2 separate regions of the Capra hircus genome follow, and region 2 is linked to region 1. A link is a contact called in public Hi-C data. All regions are on one chromosome and are shown on one strand. Each heading gives the region's core, a stretch centred on a gene start, on an enhancer-like site or on the middle of the called end of the contact. The rest is flanking DNA. Distances are from core to core; before and after follow the strand shown. Region 1 overlaps TTC21A (tetratricopeptide repeat protein 21A). Region 2 has its middle 11 kb from the start of XIRP1.

Evidence for each region. Hi-C and Micro-C count contacts between places; a contact is called where the count stands out from the background.
Region 2: a contact with region 1 is called in a Hi-C map of blood, with 2.4 times the contacts expected there. The contact joins two enhancer-like sites. A contact is called at or near these places in 2 of 5 Hi-C or Micro-C datasets (blood and liver).

Annotation. Positions count from the first base shown.
Region 1 is chr22:12,309,234-12,311,831 of ARS1.2, forward strand. It overlaps TTC21A (tetratricopeptide repeat protein 21A), which reads left to right. Exons shown (of 29, transcript XM_013973365.2): 10 at 1,089-1,186; 11 at 1,345-1,545; 12 at 2,457-2,586. Among named protein-coding and RNA genes, the nearest start is that of GORASP1, 14 kb to the left of the region's middle. Within about 2 kb of position 1,303, at least 1 of the 5 cell types and tissues checked has an H3K27ac peak or open chromatin away from gene starts, as enhancers often do.
Region 2 is chr22:12,353,467-12,356,064 of ARS1.2, forward strand. No RefSeq gene overlaps it. Among named protein-coding and RNA genes, the nearest start is that of XIRP1, 11 kb to the right of the region's middle. Within about 2 kb of position 1,310, at least 1 of the 5 cell types and tissues checked has an H3K27ac peak or open chromatin away from gene starts, as enhancers often do.

The DNA of each region.
Region 1 (2,598 bases), core at 53-2,552:
TTTCAATAATTCATGGTCGAATACCTGACTGTTCTTTACGAAAAAAAATAAAGGTAAACGCCCATTTCACATTATCCTTAAAAATAAATTCTAGATGACTTAGATATTTAAACATAAAAGTTAAATTGGACTTGGGTTGCCCGGGGAATTCTAAGCATAACTACAAACTCAGAAGTTCTAAAGGAAAATATTTGACCAATTTATGTAAAAATTTAAAACTATTGGATGGCAAAAAGGCAGAGAAAAAATAGTTAAAAGGTAAAAGGCAAACTAATGGAAAATGTCTGTAACAAGGATTATATATGAAGAGAATAGAAAGTGATAAAAATCCATCCAAAGAAAAACAGGAAAAAGCTATGAACAGGAAAGTTACAGTAGAAAAGGCCACTAAATATATAAAAAGATGTCCATTCTCCCTAAAAAAATTTTTTTAAAAAGTGAATTAAAACAAGTTATTCACTCTTTAGCACGGTAAAGAGTAAATAAAGCATGTTTGTGAGGTCGTGGGGAAAGAAAAAAATACTTCCGAATTCTTGACAGTAATATTAATTCAAATATCCTTGGAGGGCAAGCTGGCCTTATCTATCAAGGTTTTAGATGTACATGCCCTTTGACATCATCTCTACATAAGGAGTTAGAACCCACAAAAATGTTGACCATGGCATTGTAATATTTAAACCCTGAAAACCAATGAAATGTGAAACGAGGAGTCCTTCAATAGTGCAGTAGTTAGATAAATGGTTACATCGGCAGTGAAATATTATGTCACCATTGAAGAGAATGGGGTAATTAATATGAACGGATGGGAAAATACACTCTCCACTAATAACATGCAAATGCTTTGCAAGATGTTTGAAGAAATACAGCCCAATCTGTTCATATTGATTCTCTCTAGAGAAAGACACGCTGAAAGCAGAATGTGAGCTGGGGATGTTTTCCTTGCCCTACGATTTGAACGCTTCCCCATGAGCACACACCACTGTTTGAGCTTATGAAGACACGGGAAAGGGTCCCTGCTGTCCGCTGTCCCTTGGCCTGCTGGCTCTGCCACAGAGCTGGCTGTTCATCCCAGTTCTGTCCCCTCCCAGGGATGATCTGGTGCCAGATCTTAGACGGCCACCTGGAGGAGGCCGAACACCAGCTGGAATTCCTGAAGGAGGTGCAGCAGTCCCTGGGGAAGTCCAAGGTCAGAGCTCTGTGGGGGCCGAGGTTGCCCTGGGATCCCGCCCCCGCCACACCCCCTCCCTTTTCCCACCCCTAGTTGCCCCTTGACTTCCGCTGCTCCTTGGCCGTCCGGCTCTGCCTAGTGGGCACTGCCTCCAAGACCCGGGCCTGCTCCTACAGGTGCTGGTTTTCCTCCAAGCCCTCCTGGCATCCAAGAAGCATAGAGGGGAGCAGGAGGCCACGACGCTGCTAAAGGAGGCCGCCGAGCTGCACTTCTCTGGCATGCAGGCCCTCCCCATGAGCTCCGAATACTTGGAACGGCTGGACCCCACCTTCCTGGTCTGCATTGCCAAGGAGTACCTGGTCTTTTGCCCTAAGCAGGTTAGAGGAGGGTGCTTCTTCGTGGGGCGGGCAGTGGGGGTTGGACTGGTGAACAGGTCTGGGCAGAGGCACAACCTACCTGGCCAGTCACTAGGTTGCTTGGGCCTCGGGCAGTCAGGGAGCCCAGTGCTTTTCACATTTGCACGTGTAACATGCCAATCACCCAGGAAGTGGGGCACAAGCCCTGCGTCTCCCAGGTGATGCTCATGCTGCTGGTCCAGGGACTGCACGTGAGGAGCGGGGCACTGGCCTCCGTTCATCCCAGGGAGGAACTGGGCTCCCTCTCCTCCCAGTGTCTTCTAAGAAGTATTTTGGTCTTTCCTTGTTTGTCCAGCCTTCCCAGACAATTGAGATTCCCTGTGGGCAAGGATTGTATCTTACATGCTTTAATATCCCCCAAGTGCCTCGTAATGCCATCCCACAAATATCTACTGAGGGTACCACCATGAGCCAGATGCCATGCTTGATGGGGGGCTCAGAGGTGAACAAATTGAGTCCCCATTCTCAGCTCTTGGACAGAGTAGCACAGAGTGGATGGTAAATGTGTGTGTGAAGCATGAAAGTGTTAGCTACTCAGCCATGTCTGACTCTTTGCTACCCCGTGGACTGTAGCCCGCCAGGCTCCTCTGTCCATGGGATTCTCTTGGCAAGAGTACTGGAGTGGGCTGCCATTCCCTTCTCCAGGGGATCTTCCCGACCCAGGGAATTGAACCTGGGTCTCCTGCGTTGCAAGCAGATTCTTTACCATCTGAGCTACCAGGGTAAAATAAAGTAAATAAAAATGAGCGAAGTAACTACAGTAAGTAGAAATAAAGTAGGATAAAGTAAAACACATGTGGAATAAAATCCCTTCACTGAGAGTGTTTTCTGAGTGCTCCAGGAGAATAGGGCAAACCCTTGTGTTCTTGCAGCCCCGGTCTCCAGGCCAGATCGTGTCTCCTCTTCTTAAGCAAGTCGCTGCGATCCTCAATCCTGTGGTCAAGGTGGCACCAGCCCTGACTGAGCCGCTGTATGTGATGGCCCAGGTCAAGTATCTCTCAGGTGAGCCAGTGC
Region 2 (2,598 bases), core at 60-2,559, 44 kb after region 1:
CCCGGCCGGCAGGAAGGTCCCGGGCGGGGCCGCGACGTGGGTGAGGACCGGAACCCGCATCCTTCTGGAATCTGGGAGGGAGACTCTGAGCTGGGGCCGGCCAGGACGGCGCGTACTGGCGTCCGGCGTCTGCCGCGCGGAGCCTGCCCCTGGCTGCGCGCCTGCCTGCCGGGTGTTTCCCAGCAACCGCTACAGCCGCCCAAAACGTTCCGAACCCAGCGGCCCTGGTGATGTCATCGTCACCTTGGAGACAGGGGATGGGAACACGCCCCCTCCAGGCACGGGGCGTGGTCTGGGCACCAACGCTCAGCTTTAGAGCCCCGTCTCCTCTCGGGCAGGAAGGGAGGTGGTGCTTCGGGCTCCGCGGCAGGTGCGATGGGAGGTGTGCAGGGCCCTGGGCGGCCTCAACGAGTAGCTGCTGCTTTTCTTGGTGTGCGCTGCCACCAGTGTGCTCACCACCTACCCACCAACCTCTCCTGTCTCTTCCCCGTAGGCCGCCCCCTTTAGCTGTTAGGGCTGGCTCCTCTTGTCATTCAGGTCACTTCCTCAGAGACGCCTTCCCCAACCACCCAAGCTAAAGTAACTGCCAACCTTCTTGTGGGCTACTTGTTTTATTTCCTTTGCTCCCTTCTAAAATTACCTTCTGTGTTTTGTAATATATCTTCCCATAAGGTCAGGGATAAATTCTGCCATGCTCATCTGTATTCCCTGGAAGGAATCTGGCATGAAGTAGGTGCTCAATAAATGCTAGTTGGCTGAATCAGTGAATTCGCTCGATCATTTCATTTCACACATGGGTGCATTTATTCGACATTTGTGCAGTGCCTTCTAGGCAATCGTGATAAGCAGTAAGGATACTGAGATGAACAAGACAGGGACTCCACCTGGAGGTGAGAAAGAGAGATAGATTAAAACTAATTATATGAAAAGTGAACTTCCTTGAGTTCCAGACGCTGGGCCTATCTCCAAGCACTTTATGCATATTAATTTACTTAATCTTCAAAATAGTAGGCACTATAATCATCCCCACTTAACAAATGAGAATGCTGAGAGCAGGCTTGCCTTAAGCTTCTGGGTCCTGTAATCAAGTGAGACCAACAGAGGGCAGTGGAGGGAAACACCTGGTAAAGGGGAGTTATAGTAAGATGTGTAGCCAGCCCAGGTAGGTAGATTTGCTGTCTTTGCTCACATACACCTGTCTTCCAGGGGGCAGGCTGCTTCTAGCTCAGAGCTCTGCTGCCTCAGGCGAACATCTGTCAGTGGGGCAGGCAATGATGAATCTTGGAGGACTGAGCCCTGGGCTGGTGGTAAGATGAGAGCCCACCTGTTCAATAAAAGCGAACTGTGGAAAAGTTCCTACCTAACGTTGTTGGGGGCAGGATGTGTGTGTGTGTGTGTGTGTATGTAGGGGTGGACAATTGTTGATAAAGCCCCTTTCTGTTCAGAAGGGTAAACTCAATATTCAAAAAACTAAGATCATGGCATCTAGTCCCATAACTTCATGGTATATAGAAGGGGGAAAAGTGGAAGCAGTGACAGATTTTATTTTCTTGGGCTCCAAAATTGCTACAGACTGTGACTGCAGGCACGAAATTAAAAAACACTTCCCTCTTGGAAAAAAAAGCTATGACAAACCTGGACAACGTATTAAAAAGCAGGAATATCACTTTGCCGATAAAGGTCTGTCTAGTCAAAGCTATGGTTTTTCCAGTAGTCATGTACAGATGGGAGAGTTGGACCATAAAGAAGGCTGAGTGCCGAAAAATTGATGCTTTGGAACTGTGATGTTGGAGAAGACTCTTGAAAGTCCCTTGGACAGCAAGGAGATCAAACCAGTCAATTCTAGAGGAAATCTACCCTGAATATTCATTGGAAGGACTGAGGCTGAAGTTGAAACTCCAGTATTTTGGCCACGTGATGCGAAGAGCTGACTCATTGGAAAAGACCCTGATCTTGGGAAAGACTGAAGGCAGGAGGAGAAGGGGACGGCAGAGGATGAGGTGGTTAGAAGGCATCACTGACTCAGCGGACGTGAATTTGAGCAAACTCTGGGAGATAGTGAAGGGCAGGAAAACCTGGCGTGCTGCAATCCATGGAGTCACAAAGAGTTGGACACAACTGAGCAACTGAACAACAACATACCGAAGGGTATTTAGGAAATGCAGAAATTATACTCACTCCCACCTCTGGGTTTTTGTGTGTGCTCATCCGCCTAACCGGCACTCCCCACTCCTGCCCATTGCCCGGTAACTGGCTTTTTGTGACTGAGGTCTCAGTTGAAAACTCTTTTTCCCGCCTTGGGGAGATCTGCCTTGGCCACTTTCTCTAAGGCAATCACCTGTCGCTGTCACATGACATGTTTTATAATTCCTACCCCACAGTGGGAGAGTGGACTAGTCAGGTGCATCACTCTTATTCCTTATCTGGTATTTCCTATTTATTCATAGTCTCCCTGCCTTCTCATTCTAGAGAGTCAGTTCCTTGAATGTGATGGAGTCTAATGATCCCATTAGACCTTATCTCTGGATCCATGCTGCCCAGAACATGTCTGGCAAGCAGCAGTTGCTCAGTGCTTTTTGAAAGTATGGAAAGGGTCCT